Linked DNA regions of Ovis aries: region 2 is linked to region 1. The links are chromatin contacts, called in public Hi-C maps. All regions are on one chromosome and are shown on one strand. The core of a region is the stretch at or near the end of the contact, and the rest is flanking DNA. Distances in the headings are between cores, read along the strand shown. Region 1 overlaps FAM13A (family with sequence similarity 13 member A). Region 2 overlaps FAM13A (family with sequence similarity 13 member A).

Region 1 (6,213 bases), core at 2,667-5,166:
TCTTCCTGAGCTGCACTCATTTCTAAACTGAAGCCACAGAGTGCAATGCCTATCGATTTAATTACACAGCAAGCTAACTGAAACTGCAAAAAGCGTGGTGCTTTCTATGCCTAAGAAAAACCAAGTACTGTTGGGAGAATTCCCAGACTGAGGTATTCAGAATGGACCCTCAATTACTGGATCAAACCACCATTCCATTCAATTCCCTTTTGAACTGTCACGATAAATGTTCCAATTAGTCCAACTTACTAATTGGTTAATGTGGCTGGCTACCTCCAAAATTAACATAATCTGCATATTTAGCTGCACACTTTAACTACATTTTCAAGTGATTTGAGCTAGACGAAACAGTTTGTAAGTGTTCCTTGGGTATTGAAGTACAGCAAAATAGGTAAGGATTAGTTCCATTCATTGAAAAATCAGAAAAAAAAAATCTACTGGGGCTTAAAAAATGCAAATAGCCAAAGGAGGAGAAAAAGGGAGGGACAAGTGAAAAGACAAAATTAAAAGTATTAAGTAAACACTTTCTCTGGAATTCAGGTTTTCCCCTCATGTTGCAACAAATGTGCTAAATGGAAGAATTTTCTTAGATGAGATTTCTTCAAGGATAATGAGGTGAGTGAAAATTAGCATATTTTCTTTTCTTCCTTCTTCTGCAAAAAATAAAGTGCCATACTTGTGCCTTTTTGATTTATCCACAGTCTCAGGCATCAGCATTTATAACCCCCAGTTACAGCATTTATAACCCTCCAGTTGGGGTGTGATGGAGCAGCTGGTGTTCTGCCGCTCAGATTTTTGGTTCTGCTCCATTCAGGAACACAGTAGAAAACATTCTCCCTGTTACTTTTGGAAAACAAACACCAAGAGTTTTCAGATCAACTTCTAGCCAACTGTTTGCCCCTGTAAGTTCAGGGGGACATTTTTGTAGATATATGTATACTTCTTTATTATAAATCCAAGCAACTTCGCTTACAGTTTTATTATTTGTATGCTGTTAACTAAGAAAGCAACACCTAGCCGCCAGGAGAAATAAAAACAAACCACTTAACTTCAAGAGCAAACAGGTTTTCCTGACCAATGGGTAAATGCAAAAACTGTTAATGAGCTGAAACTGCTAATGTTCACAAGACTAGAACTAACTTCGTTTAGCGAACACGAAGAGGTATTATGCTTTGGAAGCAAAACAAACAAAAGGCTTCCAAAAATTTGCAACCTTCCCCGCAATAAGGTAGGGAAATAATTAAATTCTTTTCTTGATTGCTTAGTACAAATTTGAAATATATTGTTTGGGGCTGAATAGTATCTCCTCAAAAACAGTATCCCCTAACCCCAAGAAACTCAGGATATGATCATGTTTGAAAATAGTCTTTACAGAGGTGATCAAGTTAACGTTACCATAATGGGCTCTAACGCATACAACCAGCACCCTTATAGAGCAGACAGAGGTGGATACACACACAGGTAGCACACCATGTGAACACTGGAATTGTGTTGCCACCAACCAAAAACTCCTGGAAGTAAGGAGAGAGGCCAGGGATAACTCATTTCCCAGTGTCTTTTGAGGGAGCCCAGCCCTGCCAACATGTTAATTTGGGATTTCTGGCCTCTAGAACAGTGAGACTGCAAGGAAATCCAACCAGTCCACTCTGAAGGAGATCAACCCTGGGATTTCTTTGGAGGGAATGATGCTAAAGCTGAAACTCCAGTACTTTGGCCACCTCATGCAAAGAGTTGACTCATTGGAAAAGACTCTGATGCTGGGAGGGATTGGGGGCAAGAGGAGAAGGGGACGACAGAGGATGAGATGGCTGGATGGCATCACTGACTCGATGGACGTGAGTCTGAGTGAACGCCGGGAGTTGGTGATGGACAGGGAGGCCTGGCTTGCTGAGATTCATGGGGTCGCAAAGAGTCGGACACAACTGAGCGACTGAACTGAACTGAGGACAGTGAGACAATAAATTTCTGTTATTCTCAGCTACCCTGTTGGTGGTGTTCTGTCACAGCTGTGCTGGGAAACTAACAATTCTACTAAAAATATTCCGCCCCCCCCAAATCCAGAATTAAGAACCTGCCTAACAAAAGTGTCTCCATCTTACACATAGGTTATACTCTGGAATTTCATTTGTAGGATGGCTAAGACTAGAATCGGTTTCTCACACTGACATGGGGATTTGACTTCCAGGCCTGTACTAACCTCTCATTCAAATAAAGTATCCTCAATAAGCACTCCAGAGTCAGTGTTTTGAAAAACTTTGGCCACGACCCAGTTAGAAACACATTTTACATTGTGACAGTACGCAGACACATAAAAGAGACAAACACTTCATAGCATTATTCTTACTTTGGATATTTTCTATTTTGTCATATTTCACGGATATAAAGTTATATAAAACACTGGTCACAATCCGCTAAATTGGTTTTATGACCACCAAAAGGTCATGACCCACAGTTGAAAAATGCTATGCTAAACACACATCTCCCTGGCTTGAGGCATAATTAATGCACAATGAATGCTGCTGAATTAAGATCAACATTCTCATAGGACAGACAGCAAACACTCTTTTCTTCTCTGCTTCACTGTCAGAATCAGCTCTGGGCCAAAAAAGGTACAGATTTTGTTGAGCCCGGATCACAGATAAAATCAGAGAGAAAGCAGGTCCAGATACACCTAGCAATATAGATGTGAGAAAGTCATTCTAGGTGAGCATGGGGGAGCTGATAGAGGATTTCCAGGTCTCTTCAATATTCTTTTCCTGCTTATACCACAGGATGGTGTCAAGAAGGAGACTCAGGGACCCATGGCTTTTTTTGATTTTGCCTTCCTTACTGACCTGGGCTGCCCAGGTTGCGCTAGTGGTCAAGAATCTACCTGTTAATGTAGAAGATGCAAGAGATGTGAGTTCAATTTCTTGGCTGGAAAGAGTCCCTGGGGTAAGAAATGGCTACCCACTCCAGTATTCTTGCCTAGAAACTTCCATGGGCAGAGGAGCCTGGCGGTCTACAGTCCATGGGGTGAAAAAGAGTCAGACACAACTGGGAGCTTCTAGAGATTACTAATGACCACGACATTCTTTATCACCTATATTCTGTCTCTTCGATTCAAAGAACTAGTATACTTGGAAGGAACTAGGGAGCACCTTACTCTGTTTCCGTCCCTCTACCCAGCTAGTTCTGTCCCTGGATGCCCTTCTAATGAACACTGTTCAATCTCTAGGGAACTGGAGGGGACTGGTGAGGGTGTGTGCCTGCCAGCAACAGGATGCAAAGCTTTTAAGCAGGGAGGGGTGGGGCTGCTTTACCTTCTGTCTCTTCAATCTTTTCCTATAGTGAGAAAGTAAAAAGGAAACTATTACTACCTGTGGACCAGCTGACACAGCTGAGAGTCTCACATCGTACTTTACAGGGGATCCTGGCTGGAGATGCGTTTAGAAGTCACTGGACAGAGTCCTCATTCCTGTTATAATAATTTCAGTTGCATTAACAGCCAACTGCTCTCCTTAAAAAAAAAAAAAAAAATCCCTCACTCCTACTCATGGTCGGTCACCAAACTGCACTGATTCTATCTCAAAAAGAGACAAATCTCTTGAATCTGACCTTTCCTTTCCATTTCCACCGCTTTAGTCCCTCACAGTGGCAATACTCATTTTCCCCTGCCATCCAGACCAGTTTATCCTTAATACTCCCATCAGATTTATCTTCCTAACCTGAAACCCTCTCCTGTTTCCTCTTTGTCTTTGGGGTGAAGTCCAGATGTCCAAACCTGGCACACAAGGGCAGCGAGCTTCCATCAACCTCGCACTGCACTTTCGTAACCCTGTCTGTACGTGCTGTTCCCTCTGTCTTGAATGCTTCCGGCACTTCTCTCTCTGTCTGGTAAATACTTCATCTCTCAGCTCAAATGTCATCTAATCTGGGAGGCCATCTCCATCACCCTGGAGAGGGGAGAGACTTCTCCATGCAGGTTCCCAGACACTCTGTCCACAACCATAAACCAGTGCCCAGCACATGATGCCACAGATTCCAGAGTTTGGAAGCTGGCTTCACCTCCTGGACTGGTCTTTATCTTTGTCCCCTGCAGCACCTTGCAAGGTACCCAGAACATTCTGGGTGTTCTGTCAGTGGCTGAGGAATAAAATCAGCATCGCTCAGACCATGCTGAATCCTGACATGACCGTGTGATTATGCATTGTGAAAACATACCCCGTTTATAATTTGTAAAATTAAATTTCCCAACTGGATGCATTCTCAGATAGCTGTATGTTGATTATTTTAAGTTATTTTGTTCCCTGTTATTCCAAACTTAATGGAACTGCAACTGTGCCATGGGCTTTCTCCCACCCTTATTTAGAGAATTTATTTTCTCCCACTGCACAGTTAGATGTGGGAGTGCTGCCATTGTGCCAGTAATGTAAACACTACACTTTTTGTAGGGTACTGTGAACCCAGAAAAGGATATGTTCGGGCAAGGCAATGTTTGAATACGGGCTTGCCACATACTCTATCTGTTTGTTCTGGCTTGAGAGCAGGAAAAGAAATTTTTTTCACTTCATTGCAAACCCAAAGCTTTGTGTGGAGCTTAAAGAAAATTTTGGTTTAGTCACAAAACTGTTTTCAAGGCAGCTGGAAGCTTTCATTTGTCTCTGAGATTCTTGTTCAGCAAAGTGCTATTTATCATTATTACAGATACAGCAAGATCGCCTTCGGGAGGCAGCAATTTAGAACGTAATATACAGTAAGTTTCTTTTTTGAGTGGGTTGATATTAATGGATAAGAGAATATTTTTAGAACATCAGCAAACACATTGAAATATTTCCTAATCTTTGGCTCTGAAACAAACACAAAGGAATAGGTGATACCTGCCAGAGGGAATAGGAAATTTTTTTTTTTAACTAATTTTTTTCAATTATTACCCTGGTAGCTCAGACGGTAAAGAATCTGCCTGCAGTGCAGGAGACCTGGGTTCAATCCCTGGTTTGGGAAGATCCCTTGGAGAAGGGAATGGCTACCCACTCTAGTATTATTGCCAGGAGAATCCCAAGGACAGAGGAGCCTGGCAGGCTACAGCCCATGGGGTTGCAAAGACTCAGACACAACTTAGCAACTAACACTTTCACTTTACAACCATTCTTAATGGCTTGCTATAACAAGGTGCCACAGATGGGGTGGCTTCAACAACAGAAACACTGACTTCTCACATTTCCAGAGGTTGGAAGCCTGAGATCAGGGTGCCAGCACGGTCAGGTTCTGCTGAGAGCTCTCTCTGGCGTGCAGACTGCCATCTCCTTGCTGTACCTCCACCTGGATGGGGTTGGTGGACGGGGAGACTGTGCTCTGGTACTTTTATCTCCTCGTAAGGGCACCAATCCTATCATGGGAGTCCCACCTCCATGAGCTCATGCAAACCTAATTATTCCCAAAGGTCCCACTTTAACATACCATCACCCTAGGGACTAAAGCTCTAGTATATGAATTTGAATAGTTTTATCATTTACAAAGAACTATAATATTCTTTAACTACAAAATTTCCCCTCTAAGTAAGTATGTTAGGCATTATCACCCCTACTTCATAGGTAAAGAAAATGACTTGCCCAAATTCACATGGCTAACTCACTGTCAGTGTCTGGATATCTGGATACGTTTCTTGACGGCGCGTTTACTATCTTTCATTGCTTTCCCCACTGTTATCTGCTGACTCTCTAGTACCTCTTCTTTTTTACCCAGTACTTTAGACAGGGTGATCTCTCTAAAACTTAAGAATAACCGTCACTTTAATTCACACTAGCTTCTTGGTTTGGGGTAAACAGCAAATATTTAGGCTTCAGAGCCACTGCAACCATCTCATGACAGCAGAGCCCATGGAGGTCTCCCTTGTTCTCACTCGTTCTCATTACTACCAAATGCAGACCACACTGGTGATGAAATCAAAGTTCAGATACTCAACCCCAGAAGGGTTAACCCAGACTGGAGGTAAGGCAGCTTTTAACTCCCTCTGAGACTGAGGTGGGTCATAGAAGGGAAGGCTGGGGAGGCTGAGTGCTATCAAAGTGCAAACAAGTTTGGAATAGCATGAGTTTTCAGATAAATTAACCTAAGGCGTCACCACCACAAACAGTAGAGGGCTCTCTAACATCACACAGGAGATTCACAAGCTGGCCCATTATTGCCGGGGTTGTTCCTTGGTTAAGTCCCCCATCATCCCAAGTGACCAAC
Region 2 (6,213 bases), core at 2,259-4,758, 82 kb before region 1:
CTGTGGAAAACACAGGGAAAAAGAAACAGCAAAATGGATCTTCAGATTAGAAGACCACCAGGTTGCTGTGGATACTGAGTAGATTCTAGAAGGCATCAACATCTAGATAACATATGAGCAACTGAAAAAGAATCAGTGATCAACAGTGACTAACACCGGTTTCTTGAATGCAAATCAGGAAAGCTAGCCATTTTTCCTTCTTTGATAGGATTGGCAGGATATTTGGATTTCAGTAAAGAATGAGGGACAATGATTGTGAAAGGAAAGCTGCCTGTGAACATTTATGCAGAGCCGCTGCAATGTTGATGTGAATCTGCAGGGAAGCCTAGAGCCAGGAGGCTTTACCTGACCCAGCCTTTTCAGTATTTATCAACCACTTGGATACGGCACCAAAGATAGTCACTAAATGTGTAGATGACACAGTGGGTAAGTGTGTTAGAATATAAAACCTAGATGCAATCTATTTCATAAGTCTGGGATAGAATGAAAACTACGAAACTGGAAAACTTTAAGGTCCTATAATCAGACTACAAAATAAAAAATCTGGATGTATGGACACTAAGTAATCCTTGGAAAAGGAAGCTGGGCGTTACAAAAATCAACACTGAGATGGGGCCACAGGCCATGGCTTTCAACTGGGAGCAGGTTTGCCCCCTATGGGACTTTTGGCAAAGTCTGGAGGCATTTTTGGTTGTTAGACTGGGGTGGAGGAGGCCAGACCCCCCCCCCCCCCACAACCAAGAGTTATCTGGGACAAATGTTTACAGTACTGAGGTTGAGACATCCTGCCCTAGAAAGACTAAGATGAACTCATGGCATGCTGACAGTCACGCAGGCATAGACTTGGAGAACTGAGGAGCCTTAGTCATCTAGATCAAGGTCAGGGTTGGTCCTTGGTCCACTGCCCTGCTAAACCACTAGAATACTATTCAGTTCTGGGTATCAGTTTTTAAGAGGGATACAGATAGACTGGTGTGTGTGTGTAGAGAGCAGAGCCACAGGACTGTGGGAAGGTCTGGAGCCCATATCACACGAGCAAGAGTAAGAAGAACCTGGAGGAAGAGTGTTCACAGGGTGTTGGTGGGAGTGAGCAGGGCAGGTGGCTATAAATATGGAAGTGCTCTCAAGGAAGAAGCTGTATGCTTAGTCCACATTGCTCTGGAGGGAAAACTAAGCCCCTAAGCAGAAAGTCATACAATAATAATTATTTTCATTAATTATGACATTTTACAGTTATTAAATGTATATATTCTAAAATTACATATTATATAATTACCATATTGTTTTTGATCATTTAAAAAATGGTAGTTATAAAAACTAATTAGTTTTTAGCTATTTCACACACAGCTGGTGTCTTCCCATAAGCATTTAAAACCAGGGACAGTTTTCAAACAGTTTAGATAAACCTTCTCTGCACATACAAACAACCAAATTCTAAAATGTATCAGAACTGCTGAGAATTAATACAATCCAAATTCATGCTGATAAACATGGCCAACTGGGACAAAATGAACTAAAGGACAACACTATTTTCAAGAGCAATGTAATCACTGCAAAATTATCTGAAATTTTGACCATCATGAGGGCCAGCAGAAGAGCCATGGCCAAAACATAGTTGTGAAAAAAATAAACCAAGCTAAGGATAAGATTGGGAAGGACATCCTCTTTTAAAAAGAGCTTGATTCATTTGTCTACCGTTTGTTTAATGAGGTAATTATTAAGTGTCATATTTTGGATGTGTGAAAGAACACATTTTTAACTAGGAACAGTTTAGCTCAAGCTTCTAAGAGAAATATACTGGTTTTCACACACACAATCACCCACATTTCTTCAATTATGGTGATTTAATTCTTGTGTGAAACGATCAGCTAGACAAAATTTGTCTTATTTCACTAACATCAAGTCTTACTGTGAGAAAATGGCTCTAATTTTGAAGATACAATGGAGCAAATTTGCCTAAATTTCACATTTACAGAATTTTTTTTATAAACAAGTTCTGTTGAAAAGAATATGGATAGGGAGCACAATCATTGTCTAACACCTTAAAGTGAGGGGTATGAGGTAGTTAAGACCCCTGAGAGGTATAAAAAAAAAAAAAAAAAGAACAAAGTAAAGAGAAGAGATGGCTTTGTAGCTTCTGGTTCCCTACCTCAAATACAGTGGAAGAAGCAGGCAAGAAAATGGAGTGGTTCTCATGCGAACAAGGTCCCCACATTTTGAAATAATAATTTCTAAGTTCATTAAATAAATGACACCCCAGGATTGAGGCTGCCAAAGAAATATGACAAAAGTGAAACTCATAAAACTCACTTCTCCTTGGAGTTTTACTCCCCCTTCTGACTTAACTGCTAAAAAACAATCATTGATTAAAAAAAAAAAACTTTGTCTTTTCATCTCTAGAGCCCTGTGTATGGCAGTCAGTGTGTTCAATTGTCTAGAAACAAAAATATGAGAGGTTGATTCTAGTCCAGGCCAGTTAGATCTCTACAACTCTCTGGACACAGAGGGTACCCCCATTCGAGCAAAAAGTAGCCACTGACGACAAGGTTTATCTGCATACAATCCTTGATTACTGCTGGGGAAAATATTAGAGCGTATGTTCTAGTCAACTGCTTGTCACAAGCCTACATTCACAGATCAAGAACAGATTATGAAATTATCACCAAGGATGAAATGTGCCAGGGGGGACAGCAAGAGGACGGAGGAGAGTGGGTAAAACTATACCCGCAAATCTGTCAAAGAAAAGTAAGTTTTTTGTCTATAAAATCATTATTTTTTTTAATCACATGCTACATATATTGCCTCTGTTAATTGTGTGTTTTCTATAAACTCAGTAAATGAGTTTTTTTTTTTTTTTTTAAGAAAGTTATCCAATGAGTTATTTTGACAAAATTTCAGAGTACAGAAAATCCATTCCTCCAACGAGGGGAAACAAAACGAAAAACATTGTAAAACAAGACAGATCCCCACAAGCAAAGTAAAAAGCAAACAAACAGCAATACAAAACAGTGAGGGAATGAAATGAAGCAAAGGAGATCAGCTGGCCTAAAACATAAAGAGGACTGTTTGAAGTTGGTTAGAAGCAGCTACTGAGTTTTAGGGGAGGTTGCAGGAAGCCGTCACCAGGGGGCGCAATCACAGCGCCTTTCGGTCCCGGGAGGGGCGTGGGGGACACTGGTGCAGGTGTAGCAGGCGGTTAGCAGCTGGAGGTCTTCACCTTTATCTCCTTGAAGAAGGAAGCAGTTTCGCCCTCGATAATTGGCTGCAGCAAAGGGCTTCTCCGCTTGCTGGAGGGGGAACCCTGCGACAGGTGTTAATAGGCAGGTTACATGGCAGAAAACCAGAAACAAACCAAAGTTCTTGTCCAACTGGCTGCTTTACTTCAGAGCCTGCCCACCCACCCCAACCACAGAGGCCACACAGAAGCAAGGATGGCACGCAAGCATGTTAACCACACAGGAAAACTCCTGCCTCCTCCCTCCTTCCTCCTGGTCACCATAACTTCCAGAACAGCTAACAATAATGCAGGCTCATCAAGTGACACAAAAGGTTACAGACAGGCTGCACATTCACCCTATTTCAGGCCACTAAGGCTCCCGACTGGAGAGGGAAAAGGGTTCCTTAAACTTAATCCTTTTGCTGGTTAGTTTACTGATATATTCTGCAGGAAATTTCTAGAAAGGTAGCTTTCTCCAAACACACCTGACTGAGGTCCCTGAACCCTCCTCTGTTTGTCTGAACAAATACACTGTTAAAAGACATATAAGGACCACATCTTGGGCCTAGAAATAAACAAGAAGATATAAAGCCAAGAATAGAAGAGCAGCCGCTAAAAAGAATAGGCATTTCAGCAACAACATAAAAGCGAGGCCATGTCTGCTGGCTAGAAAGTCTAAAGGCCAACAGAGGAAGCCCCCAGGGTCCCAGGAGATGAGCACGCTGAAACCAAGGCAGAGGTCCCCCACTAGATGGACAGGGCATGACCACTACCCCTGCAGCTGGGCTGGCATCAGGGATGGGGCAAGCTGGCCAGTGCCCGAAAGGCTTTTTCCCAGAACTGAGAGCCAGTCACTGCTCCCTACTCTTGACAAAATCCCAATTCAGAGGCCAAAAGCAGCAAAGTCCAAGGATGGCGGCCCTCCCTTTTCTTTGCCTCGCTCTTTCCTACATCTCCGAAAAGCAGCAGCTTCCTCTCTTGAGCTCCTTACAGAACCTCTCTCTGGGTATGACTCCAGCGGGGCGGACCTCTGTCTTGGAGGCCCCCAAGACCAGAGAGGCACTCTGTGTGGAGGGGCCCCTGGGGGAAGCACAGCCATTTCCCAGATGCTCTAAGGGAAGTAAGGGGAAGCTGACCCAGCACGTGTCAGACAGAAGCATACGGCCAAAGCTTGTGTACCTAAGAGGGGAACAAACTGTCAGCTTCAGACTTGCTCATTTTTGGCAAACATCACCTCGGAAGACTTTGATAAATTTTTCATCCCTCAAGTTTAGGGGCCACTGATATTAATGGCAGGTTCAACTACGAAAGACTGTTATTTCGTGAGAAGGCAAGTGAGTGCCCTAATAATATAGCCAGGAAGTCAACAACCGCCCGTGGGGTACTCACAATGATGGGGATGGTGCTGGCTCGGGATAGGATCTGTTTGACCAGGCGGTACCTGTCGTACAGCGGCTTCATAACCTGACGTTCATTCTTGCTCACCTGAAAGCAAGAACAGGAGAGCTGAGAAACCTGTTCCCGTTGGCCAGGCCGACTGAGCATGCTGTGGCCTGAGAGAAGAACAGGAGATTCAACTGAAGACTCACCGCTCTTATAACATTTATTTAAACTGATACCATGAGTCAATGAAAATTTAAAATATCTACTTTGGCTGCAGATCACTTGAAATCACTCCCTCAGAAGTATTACTTTTCCTCAAAACTGTGATCCTTATTAATTATTAGTTTTCTATTTAAAATTCTGGAAGGTTCAGAGTTCCAGATGACTCACTATTTTCTAGGTCCTGGGAAGAAGAAAGCATGCATTAATATTTCTATTATACTACTTACCTTGCAGTTCTGTGATCATTTTTTAAAAATGTCTCTCTTCCCTATGGAACTGTGTTGTGTTTTTAGGGACAAATGCAAGCAAACAGGCTTTCAAGGAATATATGCTGATAGAATACGTGGATTCACTCATCTCTGTGTCCCTAATATCTGGCTCAGGGTCCAAAAATGTTTAAAGGACAGACTCTAATAGTGAGGAGAAACCAAGCCCAGCTCCCTGGCATAGTATTTGAAGCCCCATCACCTCCTCCCCATTATAACTCAAGCTCCGGAAGGAAACTAGGGAGTGTCATGCCTCCTTGTCTAGCTCCCTTTGTCAGTCTTGGAGTGGCCTCCTCTCTGCTCTTCGGTTTGGTAAATTCCAGATCAAGAGCCACCTCCCTCCCTGTGCAGCCTTCTTCTGACACGCCCCATTCTGGGAGACCTGTTCATTCTCTCCTTTGAGTCACCTAATACAGCCTGTGCGTATCTTATAATTCACATATTCTTTGCTATGGATGGAATGTTTATGTTCAACTCACCTGCCCCCATGCCCCCACTCCCAATTCATAAGTTGAAAATGAATCCCCGATGTGACGGTTTTTGGAAGTGAGTTCTTCAGGGAGTGATTAGGTCATGAAGATGGTGCCCTCATGAACGGGATTAGTGCCCTTATAAAAGAGACCACAGAGAGCTCCCTCACCCCTTCTGCCATGTGAGGACGGCGAACAGATAGCTGGCTATGAACTGGGAAGTGGGCCCTCACCAGACACCAGCGCCTTAATCTTGGACTTCCAGCCTCCAGAACTGTAAACTGTTCTGGTAACTATTTCAGTGCCTGATATGAAAAAAATACCCCATAAATGTCTGCAAAATGAGTGAAAGAATATTTCAAACATAGACAGGTATGCCAAATTCATAAGTATGCATTTGTTTACTAAAATGGAGTAAGAGATGATGTATCTTTGTTTCAAGTTTGCTGTTGCTCTTCTGCATTTTATTTCCATTATACACATAAGGCAAGGCTTACCGATATGAGGAAGGGCAACAGTATTAGCTCTGACCATCTCTCTCATGGGCCTTCCTCTTTGAAGACAAGTCTGGGTAATGCATGAACTGAGCACCCTTGCTACCTGTTTTTTATTTGCCTTTCTCAAAGTGATCAACAATAAGTGAACCTTGGATAAA

The links. A called contact is a pair of places that touch in the nucleus more often than the background predicts.
Region 2: a Hi-C map of liver shows a contact between it and region 1, with 2.9 times the contacts expected there. The contact joins two enhancer-like sites. A contact is called at or near these places in 4 of 16 Hi-C or Micro-C datasets (liver, mixed tissues, muscle and 1 more).

What each region holds. Positions count from the first base shown.
Region 1 is chr6:36,600,059-36,606,271 of ARS-UI_Ramb_v3.0, reverse strand. All of the region lies in intron 8 of FAM13A (family with sequence similarity 13 member A), which reads right to left. Among named protein-coding and RNA genes, the nearest start is that of NAP1L5, 140 kb to the left of the region's middle. Within about 2 kb of position 3,916, at least 11 of the 54 cell types and tissues checked have an H3K27ac peak or open chromatin away from gene starts, as enhancers often do. A contact at or near this core is called in liver, where this site is marked.
Region 2 is chr6:36,681,491-36,687,703 of ARS-UI_Ramb_v3.0, reverse strand. It overlaps FAM13A (family with sequence similarity 13 member A), which reads right to left. Exons shown (of 24, transcript XM_060416890.1): 21 at 4,607-4,702; 22 at 3,218-3,301. Among named protein-coding and RNA genes, the nearest start is that of NAP1L5, 55 kb to the left of the region's middle. Within about 2 kb of position 3,508, at least 5 of the 54 cell types and tissues checked have an H3K27ac peak or open chromatin away from gene starts, as enhancers often do. A contact at or near this core is called in liver, where this site is marked.